Linked DNA regions of Mus musculus: region 1 is linked to region 2. A link is a contact called in public promoter capture Hi-C data. All regions are on one chromosome and are shown on one strand. The core of a region is the stretch at or near the end of the contact, and the rest is flanking DNA. Distances in the headings are between cores, read along the strand shown.

Evidence for each region. Promoter capture Hi-C pulls out the DNA fragments that hold promoters and counts their contacts.
Region 1: a contact with region 2 is called in a promoter capture Hi-C map of pre-B cells. The contact joins the promoter of Mrpl46 here to the promoter of Sv2b in region 2. A contact is called at or near these places in 3 of 39 promoter capture datasets (cranial neural crest, pre-B cells and second pharyngeal arch cranial neural crest).

The regions. Positions count from the first base shown.
Region 1 is chr7:78,779,047-78,785,190 of GRCm38.p6, reverse strand. It overlaps Mrpl46 (mitochondrial ribosomal protein L46), which reads left to right and starts at 2,102. Exons shown (of 4, transcript NM_023331.2): 1 at 2,102-2,384; 2 at 3,605-3,791; 3 at 4,580-4,753. The coding sequence starts at 2,163. It overlaps Mrps11 (mitochondrial ribosomal protein S11), which reads right to left and starts at 2,060. Exons shown (of 6, transcript NM_026498.2): 1 at 1,768-2,060; 2 at 1,511-1,618. The coding sequence starts at 1,832.
Region 2 is chr7:75,307,107-75,313,198 of GRCm38.p6, reverse strand. Sv2b (synaptic vesicle glycoprotein 2 b) reads left to right here and starts at 3,937. Exons shown (of 13, transcript NM_153579.4): 1 at 3,937-4,325. 1500012K07Rik (RIKEN cDNA 1500012K07 gene) reads right to left here and starts at 4,497. Exons shown (of 3, transcript NR_045814.1): 1 at 4,283-4,497; 2 at 1,021-1,131.

The sequences.
Region 1 (6,144 bases), core at 853-3,352, 3.5 Mb before region 2:
TATCACCCTATTCCAGACACCATTATTTTTACCTATATCCACTGCTTTCTAACTGCTTTCAAGTCTTCTCAGCTTCCATTCTTGCTCCCCATGGCTTCACATCAACACAGTGGTTATAGACTCCCTAAAGAGTAAGGCTGAGGCTGGGGCATGCTCTAGTAATTCAGGCACCCAAGAGGCCAAGGCAAGAGGATTGTGAGTCTGAGGGTGGCCTGGGCTGCACAGCAAGGCCATCCTAAAAATGAATGAATGAATGAACGAATGAATGAGTGAGTGAATGACATGGCATCAACTCGTCCCAGAACTGGACAGATACGGCTATGCCTGATTGCCTGCTTTACTGTTGGAGCAGGGACAGAACCCCAACAATCCTAGTAGTGTCTGGGATTGCCAAATGAACGGCTACAACGGTCCTGGATCAAATTCCATCAGTAGCTCCTCGTTGCCTGCAGGGGATAAAGTGTAAAAGCTCTAGGGAGACAGGGCTGTCCTCTGCCATTTGGATCCTTCTAGAGCAGTGGTCCTCAGTGTTCTTAATGCTGTGACCCTTTAATACAGTTCCTTATACTGTGGTGACCCCCAGCCATAAAATTATTTTCGTTGCTACTTCCTAACTGTGATTTTGCTACTGTTATGAATCGTAACGTATGTATGTGTGTTTTCTGATGGCCTTAGGAACCCCAAAGGGGTTGCAACCCACAGGTTCCGAAATGCCTTTCTAGAGGCATCACAAGCCAGTTCTGACAGCCTGCCTTTCCACAGACGTTACCCTTGCCTGCCACGATCACAATGATCTTGTCCAGCTGAGATCCTAGTCACTTCCACAGTCCACGGTACTTAGTCTTTCCTGAATTCCTCAAGTGTGCCTTACTCTCTTAAATGTCCAGCCAGTTCTTACCTCTATTATCCTTTTGATCAGATTATGGTTAATACATTTGCCTGTGTGTTGTTTTTGCAAGTTGTGTACTACTTCTGGGGAGACATAACCTATATTTCCTGTATTTATCCTGGTACTCAACAGGTAGTAGTAGCTTTTGTAACTGTTAAACAGATGTGAAGGTAAGTGAACATATATACCGCCTGCATATTAAGTATTTCTACTAGTGGGATGCTGCAGGATGCCAGGTCCCAGGGCTAGGCACGAAATTAAGAAAGGCACAATCTAGATGTGCAGTTAGTGTGGTTCTTCAAGACATTTTATGTTGGAGGCAGAGAAAGCTGCTAGTCGGATCTAAAGCTTATCTCACAAGGAAAAGAAAGCTGGTATTTATATACATTGGACACTTAGCTAACAGTTGCTAATTGAACAGCTACCTTATGCCCCTGCTCATCCCTCTATTTTCCCAACAACCCCTCTAAGCATTATCTCCACGTATAGTGTGCTGATTTGCACAAGCTCCCACAGATGGCAAATGACAGCCAGGAATTAACTTTTTCTATGATTTTGGACGGTGTCGGGCAGAAGTCACAGGATGCAACTTTCCAGAGCGCTGCATCCACTTACCCTCACCTGAAGCGACTTGGAGCCGCTTCCCTTTCAGTGTTCTGCCTGGCAGCTGAGTCTTCTAATCTCGGGGCTCCGGTGTGGATATTCTTAGCTGGGGCAATGCCCACAAACCTGGGGGGCAAAAAAAGAGAGAGAGAGAGAGAGTACGATGAGGGACTGGATTAACGGTATTTTGGGGGGTTCAAGTGGCACATAGGTCTGGAAGGAAGGTAGGCGGGCAGGCTCGAGAGTGACAGTGGGTTCGAAAGAGTAATCCTTACCTGGTCATTCCATGTCCAGCCCAGGACCGCAGGAGCCACGACCCGGAGTTTCTTAAAACCTGCATGACTGAAATTGACCCTCCGCGGCGCTTGGCTTAGCTCGAGCCAGCACCATGAGCCTCTGTGGGGGTGCTCACAGACAGGAAATCACCTGATTGCTCTTAAATAGTCCTGTAAGTATTTTTTCTTCAAATTTAAAGCTCTATAAAACCATTTATGTAGGAACTTTCCCCTTTCTAGTGGTCTAACACTAGAATTTCACCTACCTCCCCCAAAGGGAATGGTTCATTCCACTCGGTAAACCCGCCCCTCGCCGGCCCGCGTTGCCTCATGGGAACCTGGGGTTGGCTGAGGGCTCTGCCGGGCGCCGCGGTACCTTGTGGGAAGACAGAAAGATGGCGGCGCCCGTAGGGCGTACTCTTTTAGGGCTGGCTAGAGGCTGGCGGCAGCTTGACAGGTTCTGGGCAGGTAGTTCTCGTGGCTTGTCCCTTGAGGCTGCGTCCTCAAGCAGCCGGTCTCCATGGCGCTTGTCGGGCGCCTTGTGTCTGCAGCGGCCACCGCTGATCACCAAGGCGCTCACTCCATTGCAGGAAGAGATGGCGGGTCTATTACAGCAGGTAAGGCAGTCACGGGCTTCCTGGTGCGGCGGAGGGAAGCAACAGTATCAAGGAGGTCTTGATTTCCATGGAGACTCTGGTACTTCGTGTGACCTTGAGCAAACGTTTCATTTCTCGACCTTTAGTGACATCTGCAAGATGAAGTTACCGTACTGAGTTGGGTTAGGATATAGCAGGTGTTGAAAGAGTTTAGTTGGCTTGTTTTCTCTTGATCATTCGGTGTGGATAGCTTCCTTCTTGTTCATTCAATACTGTAGGGATCCGGGGGCAAACAGGAATCACTCCCTTTAACTTAGGAGCTCTCAGACTATAGAGAAGTGTTTGTGATGTTAGGACGAAAGTCGTGGTGACTGTGGGCACATCCTTAAGATAATGCGGTAAAGTTTGCTTTACCTCAGGGAGCAATTTCTGTGAAAGACAAAAAACCCAAGTGTTGTTGCTGTTGGGTCAGGAGATAGTGATGGAAGGTCTTCCGTATCCCTAGACTCCAAAAGGCTTTTGTCTGGAGAATACTAATGGAAACTCCCGTCAGTGCTTTTTGCTCAATGTATTCACTCACTTGACTTTTTTTTTTTTTTTTGGTAGTCCTTTTTCTTTCACCATAAAGGTATTCGTAGCCAATACTGTGCGTCTGTGTGCAAAGTGATAGGCAGTTGTGGATGTGACAGGCACATCGCTCTGCTTCGCAGAGAGTTTCCAGGTACTGGAATTAGGGATACAATCAGTAACCAGTCTTATGACTAATTATAGACTTTGGTAAGTGCTATTAAGGAAAACATAGAGTACTAGAAGAGTTTTACACAGGACCACATAGGTTTTATTTTCCTGAGAAGTATCCAGGAATATCTTTCTGAGAAAGAGGTATTTGAGTTGAAATAAGAAGGATGGATAGAAATCTGGAAGAAATGGCATGAGGAGAAAGAGAGACTAGGAAGAAGGATGTTGGAAAGTCTTCATGGCAGGAAAGTCCTTGAATAGATGCTGATCAGAGACGAGTAGACCTAGTGTGTGGGAAGTGGGTCTTCAGTGCCCTCTGTTCTCCTTGACAGTCTTAATGAAGTTCTCCTACTGCCTACTTACAATCCAGTGGGCTTTTTTTTTTTAAATCTGTATAGTGTTTCATTCTATTTCTGATTGTGTTAAGAGTTGTACGTCTGAGCCTGTCAAGGTCACAGAAGCTTTGTTTTTTTTCTTCTTCCTTTTCCTTTTCCCTTTCCCAGATCGAGGTAGAGAGAAGCCTGTATTCAGACCATGAGCTCCGTGCTCTGGATGAAGCTCAGCGACTGGCAAAGAAGAAAGCTGACCTTTATGATGAGGAACAAGAGCAGGGCATTACGCTCGCACAAGACTTAGAAGATATGTGGGAGCAGGCATTCCTACAGTTCAGACCTGGAGCTCGGGAAACAGGTTTGTGACCTCCTGGGCCAACCACAAGGGAGCGAGAGACAGGAATTCTCACTTCCAAATGAAGGACAGTTGCCTGTCTTTTGCTTTGCATTTTAATAACAAGCTTCAAGTAACAAAACAGTTTTCAGGAAAGTAGTACTCCCTCCCTATTCCTTATATCTCCCTAACATGAGTTTTTAAAAAGGCTTATGCTATTTTCAGTAGAAGTAAAGAGTCTTTTCTTTCTGTTAAAACTTGAGGTTGTCACTGGATCAGAGAGTGGGAGGACTTGAGCCTTTCTCCTCAATTCCTGTTTTATTAGAAGTCATTCTGAGAGCAGGGGCTGAGTGCTATTGTCCCTGTTTCAAGGATGATGACTGGAGAACAGAGAAGGTGGGGGTTAGTTAGTTAGATTGGTAATAGCGTTAAATCCAACGGCAAGACTTTGTTTGTTTGTTTGTTTGTTTGTAACTGTGTAACATTGCCGAGGTCTGAACTCAAGAACCTCCTGCTTGCAGGGCAAGTGCACTCACTGCCTCTGAGCTAGATTCTAGTGTTTACGCTCGAACTTTCACAGGCATTGCTTCTTTTCCAAATGTTTCAGCTATACGTTGCTTTTTGAGAGGAGTTTATTTCTGGTTTCGATTCTTAGCTTTCATTTTGAGTTAGGATTATACTTTGGCTTAAACAGAGGACAGGGTTTGTGGTAGTTCCTGATGGAAAGCTCTAAAACTCAAAACCCTTGCCCGTAGTACATCATAGTCCTTTATTTCTTATTTTTCTCTTTCCTCTGATCATCCCTTTTATAGAAGCTGACAAAAAAAATGACCGGACCTCGTTGCATCGAAAGCTAGACAGAAACCTTGTCCTCTTAGTCAGAGAGAAACTTGGAGACCAAGATGTTTGGATGCTTCCTCAAGTCGAGTGGCAGCCCGGGGAGACCCTTCGGGGGACAGCTGAGCGAATCCTGGCCACACTCTCAGGTAGACTCTTTACCCTCTGAATCCCCCCAGATTCATTTCAGGTTGGCATAAGGATAGACAGTGGAAAGTTTAATGGATACTGATGAGTAAAAATTCAGGTAAGAGGCTGGGTATGAAGGCACACTTATTTAACTCCAGCACCTGGGAGGCAGAGGTGGCAGGGGTGTGTCTCTGTGAGTTCACTGCTAGCCTGGTCTATATAGTGAGTTCAAGGACAGCCAGACCTACATAGAGAGACCCTGTCTCAAAAAAACCAAAACCCAATCAAACAAAAATCTTGGCAATGATTTTCCTTAGAATAAGTGAGTATTTTTATCTTTCTATATTGAGATTTTGGTACAGTAAACACTATTCTTAGCCCTTCCCTCCTCTCTTCTCTCCGTTTTCCTTCCTTCCTTCCCTCCTTTTCTGTTTTTCTCTTCCTCTTTCTTTCTTCTTTCTTTTCTTTCTTTTCCTTTTGGTAGCCAGGGTGGCCTTGTACCTGAGGATGACCTTGAACTTCTGAGCCTCTTGCATGCGTGTTGGGATTATATGCCTGAGCCACAGTCTTACGCGGAGCCTTGTGTATGTTAGACAAACACTGTGCCAGCTGAGGTATAGCCCCAGCACCAAGGGGAGAAACCTTATTTGGCAAGCTTGTACCTGAGCTGGGAGAAGAATTTCCAGTCCATTGCCTTAATCACTTAGCTACAATTGCATCAATCAGAATTCTCGCACTCAGGAAATGTAAGTTTTGTTTTTCAGTAAGTACTAGAGATGGAGCTACTGGCCTTGTGATTAGTGGGCAAGCATACTACCACTGACCTCTATTCCTAGCACTGCTGCTTGTACCATAGCTTATCCATTGATTCAACTCGAATTGTCAACATTATCCCTGCCGTCTTTATGATGCATGCATCTTTGGGTCATACTGGAGTGTTGCAAGTCATCCGGCTTTATTTTCACAGCTTTAGCTGTGATGTCCTTCACTTCTCATTAGACTATGGTATTGTTAATGTTAGAGGCCAGGTAATTCTTTGTGAGACACTCTTCTTTGTATTGTAAGGTGTTTAGCATCTTTGGCCTCTACTCACAAGTTGCTAGTAGCAATATTTTGTTTCCCACCCCTAGCCCCAGTGTGACAACCAAAAAAAGTCTCTCCATATTGCTAGAGAGCAAAATTAGCATGGTGGAGAAACACTACTGAAAATGCAAAAGGAAGTTCCGCCTCGATTTTGTTTTATATCTCCAGTGCTGCTGACATGTGGTTTCTGCATAAAAATTCCATGTCACTTTGCATAGAATTTTTAACTGTTTTCCATAGACACACAAGTAGCCTACAGTTTTTATTCTGGTCCCAATCCTGGCAGCTCTTAGCAAGTTAATATATAACCTGATTTCTAACCACGGAG
Region 2 (6,092 bases), core at 2,688-5,187:
TCTCATAAGACAGTTTCCAGAAAAACATCATATGATACAACTGAGTCTCCAATGAAACCAGAAATTTCTACTACACACACACACACACACACACACACACACACACACACACACACACACTCACACCACAAAGACCTTGTTTTTTTGAGACAGGATGTTTATCCTTGAACTTGAAATCCTCCTGCCTCAGCCTCCTAAATGCTAAGACTACAAGCATATTGATAAAATAAATTAGAATTTTCTAGGCTTTTGGGATTGTATTTAAAAAATAATTGCTAAACACAATGTCATGAATTTTTTTGTACGGCCTTTATGATTTTAGCTCTTGTAGTTAGGTCTTTAATTTATTATGAGTTTTTATATGTGATATAAAGATCTAATTTCATTTTTGAGATATTTTCTCCAGTAAAATTCTAATATTCCTATAATAATTTATTTATCAAGTTATTTATTTACAGACATTCATCTTATCTTCTTATTTTTGTTCTCTTTCCTGTAGTACATTAAAAAGATATTATCAAGACTGGTAAGATGGCTCAGCAGTTAAGAGCACAGGCTGCTCTTCCAGAGGTCCTGGGTTCAATTCCTAGCATCCACATGGCACCTCACAACTGCCTGGAACTCTAGTTCTAGGGGAACTAACACCCTCACACAGGCACACATGCAGGCAAAATACCAATCAGTGCACATAAAATAATAAATAATTTAAAAAGATAGCATTATTTGGAGCTTGAGAGAGGCTCAGAGGTTAAGAGCACTTGCTGATTTTCCAAGGACCAGGGTTCAATTCTTTGTACCCCTATGGCAGCTAACAATGGTCTGTAGCTACAGTTTCAGAGGATCTGAAACCTAACCTCTGAGGGCACTCTCTACTCATGTGGTATATAACACACCCATATACATAAAATAAAATGACAATAAGAATCATTATTCAGATGGAATAAAATATCCATGGAAGGAGTTGCAGAGACAAAGTTTGGAGCTAAGATGAAAGAATGGGCCATTTAGAGACTGTCTCACCTGGGGGTCCATCCCATAATCAGCCACCAAATGCAGACACTATTGCATACGCCAGCAAGATTTTGCGAAGGGATCCTGATATAGCTGTCTCCTGTGAGGCTTTGCCAGTGCCTGGAAAATACAGAAGTGGATGCTCACAGTCATCTATAGGATGGAATACAGGGCGCCCAATATACGAGCTAGAGAAAGTACCCAAGAGCCGAAGGGGTCTGCAACCCTATAGGTGGAACAACAATATGAACTAAGCAGTACTCCCAGAGCTTGTGTCTCTAGCTGCATATGTAGCAGAAGATGGCCTAGTCTGCCATCATTGGAAAGAGAGGCCCCTAGGTCTTGTAAACTTTATATGCCCCAGTACAGGGGAACGCCAGGGCCAAGAAGTGGGATTGAGTGGGTAAGGGATCAGGGTGGGGGGAGGGTATAGGGGACTTTTGGGATAGCATTTGAAATGTAAATGAAGAAAATATCTAATAAAATGTGGGGAAAAGAGAATATTAAGAATCCCTTTAAATAAATAAATTCAAAAATTGAAAAAAAAAAGAACCACTATTTAGGCACATGGTATTGGCTTAAGTGTGTAATGGACTTTAGGCATATTGCCCTCTACCCCTTCTCTTCTCACCCTTCCTTCCCCCAGTAGTGCCCTATTCTCCCAAATAGGTTTTAATGCTTATTTCTTTGAGGTTGTCCGCTGTCTTTCACACGTTTATGAATGTGGAATCCACCACATGTGCTTAGGGTCATTTGTATGAGCTAGGGTGGGAGCTTTATTTACCAGATCAAGAGCAACTTTGCATCAGTGACACCTCCGAGGAATAGGACTCTAGCAGCAATTATCTGCTGATAGCTCCCCGGGGAGCTATTATCTAGGAAGAGTATTTCCATTCAAACTATTTTTTCTTTTGTAGCTCACAAAGTCAGTATTTCCCTTCGTCTTCATCACTGAAATAAATGTCAATCTAAATATACACATCTAAAACTTTGAAGTAGGATTTACATCCACATTCACATGGTATTTGATGTGTCTATATAAAACCAGACACCATAAATGAGAGAAAGCATGACATTAGTCTTTCTGAGGTTGACTTAGTTTAATCTGATTATCTCTAGTTGTATCCATCAGCACATAGACTTCTGAATCTACTTTAGCCTTTGTCTTATTGAAGGTTTTATTGCTGTAAAGAGACACCGTGACCAAGGCAGTGCTAATAAAGGAAATGTTTACTTGGGGCCAGCTTACAGTTTTAGAGGTTTAGTTCGTTATCCTCATGGTAGGGAAGTATGGCAACGTACAGGCAGACAGGGTGCTGAAGAAGGAGCTGAGAATTCTACATCTTGGTCCACAGGCAGCAAGCAGAAGGAGACTGGGTGCCACACTGGGCATAGCTTGTGCAGAAGAGACCTCAAAGCCCATTTCCACAGCAACACACTTCTTCCAACCAAGCCTCACTTCCTAATAGTACCACTTCCTATGGTTCGGCATTCGAACACACCATACAGGGCATCTGCATAACTTCCTAATTCTCTGGTATGTGTAGGTGTTCATAAATTCCTTGAATTACTAAGGAAATTATCTGGATTGTCCTTTCAAGTTCTCACTCAATGGAATGGGTAGAGGGGAATGGATCAGGTGAAGCATGGAAGCTGTTGATGTCAGTGGGGAGACACTTTTGTTCACTCGACGAGGAAGAAGTGTTTCTAAGGACAAAGGGAAGCCAATGGCCTGGTTTTAGTCAGGAAGGAACCAAGATTAGACTTACACCTTAGGGAACAACTATGGGAGGGGAACTAGGGAAGCCCTTGCAAGGTGGTTCAGGGTCAAGCCCAGGCTAAGAAAGAGGTGGGGAGCTGAGAGAAGCCTTCTGTAGCTGGAGGGGGTGATAGAAGTGAAGAGCTTGGGGAGGCAGAAGTATTGAGTGGAGAAAAGGCAAGATTCTTCTCTTTTGCCTCCACTTTGACATAATTAGGTACAATGGTTGGTTTTGTTAACAACACACACCTACACACATATGTGAAGAGCAACTTCAGTTGGGAAAATACCTTCATCAGATTGCCTGTAGGTAAGTTTTGTGAGGGCATTTTTTTTTTTTTTTTTTTGTTTTTAAATTAGAGACTGATACGGGAAGTCCAGCTTACTGGGAATGGTGCCAGTCCTGACCAGGTAGTCCTGAGTTTAATAAGAAAGGAGACCTAACATGCCAGTAAGCAGTGTTCCCCAGTTGCCTCTCCCTCATTTTCTGCCCTGACTTCCCTCAATGGATTGTGCTGGTGATACGTAAGTTCAGTAGACTCTTTCCCCACCAAACTGCCTTTGGTCATGGTATCGTTCTCATAGTTGTCCTTCTCACAGTTAGAAAAGCAATTAGGGAAGGTACTTAGCAGACACTACAGAAGACTAGGCCCCTGTACTGTTGTTTAATTTGGACTTTGAACTTCCAGGGTGACTTCGTTCATGACTTTATTTCCTTCTAGAAGGAACCCTATGCTTTGGGAAAATCTTCCCAGGCTGGCTGCATTGTGTTTGTGAGCCGGGTGTGTGTGTGTGTGTGTGTGTGTGTGTGTGTGTGTGCGCGCGCGTGTGGCATTGGTAAGAAGGAAACAGCTAGAGCCTTTCTCCAATATATTAAACCCTCCAAATTTTCCTCATCCCCTCCCCACCCCCCGGACCCTCCGCTGGCCAAGCAAGCTCTTTTTCAGTTCCAAAGGAGTTAAGAAGACCAGAACGATTTGTCAACATCTATTATCTTGGGTAGTTTGGGGATGGCATAATCCGAGGACACCCCCAGTCCAAGACCGAGCTTGGGGACAGAGCTTGGAGTCTTATGCGCCTTGGCGCCTTAGGTGGGAGGGTGGAGAGACCAAGATATTTATAGTCAGTTGGGAACAAACCTAATAGAATAAGACGTTTGCAGGTCTGTTCATCCGCAAATCCAGAAAGGGCGGGTCCGGGGAGTGGGCTCTGGCTCCCCTCCAACCTATCCGGAACTCCTCTCCTTGGATCTGAAAGGGAGTTAGAAGCAAAGAGCTTTCCGCAGTGAACACAGTGCCTGGACTAGGCTCTGGCTGATCCTTCTAAATAGACTCAGGAGCCCCGGGAGGGCTGGGGTGCTGCAGGGTGCTGGGAGCGCGCTGCACAGAGGCTCTGCACAGCGGAGGCAGCAGCGAAGGCGACGAGGGCGCGGCGATGCAGGTGTGCCCTAGGGAGAGCCTGCCTCGGTTGGGATTACCAACCGCGTTAGCCTGAGCTGCCGCCCAGACTTACGGTGTTCGGCTGCTGACCGGCTCGCTGCGGATTTTCCACCCAGGTAGGGGACGGCGATTCTCGCGGTGGTGCGGGGCTCCCAGGCCTGGCATGCTGAGACCCGTGCTGGGACCTCTGGGTGCGGTTGTTAGGAAAAGCCTCAAAGGGCAGCAGAGTTGGAAAGCAGCGCACCGAAAAAGGAGCACTTGCTGCTGCCCCGGGCTGCGCGCTTCTTTGAACGTGGCCTTCCCCAGGACTTGGAGTGAAAGCACATGAACTATTGGCGCGGTAAATAGTTTCCCAACTTGGGCTACTGACATTTATAGCTGCTTTCCACATGCTTCCTGGACATCCCTTTAGTTCAACCTTACTCCTCGTTGGCTTTTTCTCAGAGAACAGATTAAATACGTGCCCACACCTGCTGGCTCTGGACTGGGGTTTGTGTGTGTTTCTCTGTGTTGAGGGCGCCCTCCGCGGGCGTGGGAGCCGTTTCTTAGGGACTTTCTTTTTTTTTTTTTTTCTGGATGGATTTTTAGCGCAAGGAAAAGAACATGATTTGTTTTGCAGGGATGGGTGAGCAAATGCCGTTAGCTAGGGAGGAGCAAGGCGCTGCTGTTCCCTCCGCAGCAGACCAGTGGTAGATTTCTCATCTGTCGGGTACAGCAGATCCAGCTGCCCAAATGCTTTTATCTTTTATCCAGAAATTGCAGATGCAAACAGGCTCCGTTTAAAGGTAACTTGATGCAGATGTGTTGGGTAAGGTAGGGTGGGACGCTGTGGGATGCTTGCTGGTTTCTAAGCCTGTTTGGAAGGTGAATGTGGGTGGCTCTGGGTCTCAAGGAGGGGCAGGTGAGGGGTGAGAGGTGTGTGGATGGTGGGGAACTAGACATTGCAACCAGCTTGGCGGTCTCTTCTATGCTTTCCCTTGCCCTTTGCAGAAGAGGCGGCTTGCTAGAAGATGCAGTTGATATGGTGAGTGAGGCACAATCTGCGTCTTCCCTGAGTCAGCAAATACTTGCCCAACGGTTTTATGTGTCAGAGGTGGCATTGATCCTTAGGGATGAAGAGGTGATGGAAACAAAATCCTAATGTGGCACAGGCTCACACCCGGTGGGGGACAAACACCTGTAGTAAGGAGGTGTGACCAGTTCGGGATTGGTTTTGTTTCTTGAGCCATTGCTCTTGAATATCCTGCAACCCTCTCCCATTCCATCACCATCACGGCTGATGGGAAGGCAGAGCTGATGTTAGCAGAACAAGACTAGTGTCAAGGAGGCACTCTGAAGGCTGCACTGAGGGCAAAGCACACCAATGCAGGTCCGGCTTTTTACTTTTGTTCTCTTGATAAGTATTTTCTCTAAGTTTCAGGACAATGGAGTATTGAAATAGCTTTTCACAAAGGCAGGGACTCTTGCAATTTCTAAGGGAGTTTCAGAGCAGATCAACTTGTGGGACAAAAAGCCAACATTGTTGGTGGGTTATTTCTTTTGCCAGAGGTGTGCCTTACATGCATTTTGTAACTGAAAGCACCAGGTGTTTGAATAATAACCTGGCACACTGTGGGTAGTGTGGCCTTGACTGCTCTAAGAGAGCTGGTCTTTGGCAAGTATCTTAGCCTTTCTTCGAGCCTTGATTTCATCATCTGTAAAATGGAAGCAACGACACTGTCATGATAAATATGTAACACACACACTTAAAAGTATTTGCTCATCGTTTAACAATCATCATATAGTGATCATTTGGCATGAAGTTGCTACTTAAGTTTGTTCATTGAGTTCCTACCATGTGACAGGCACTTCTCTATATGTGGCAACTGTAGCATTGAGCAAAC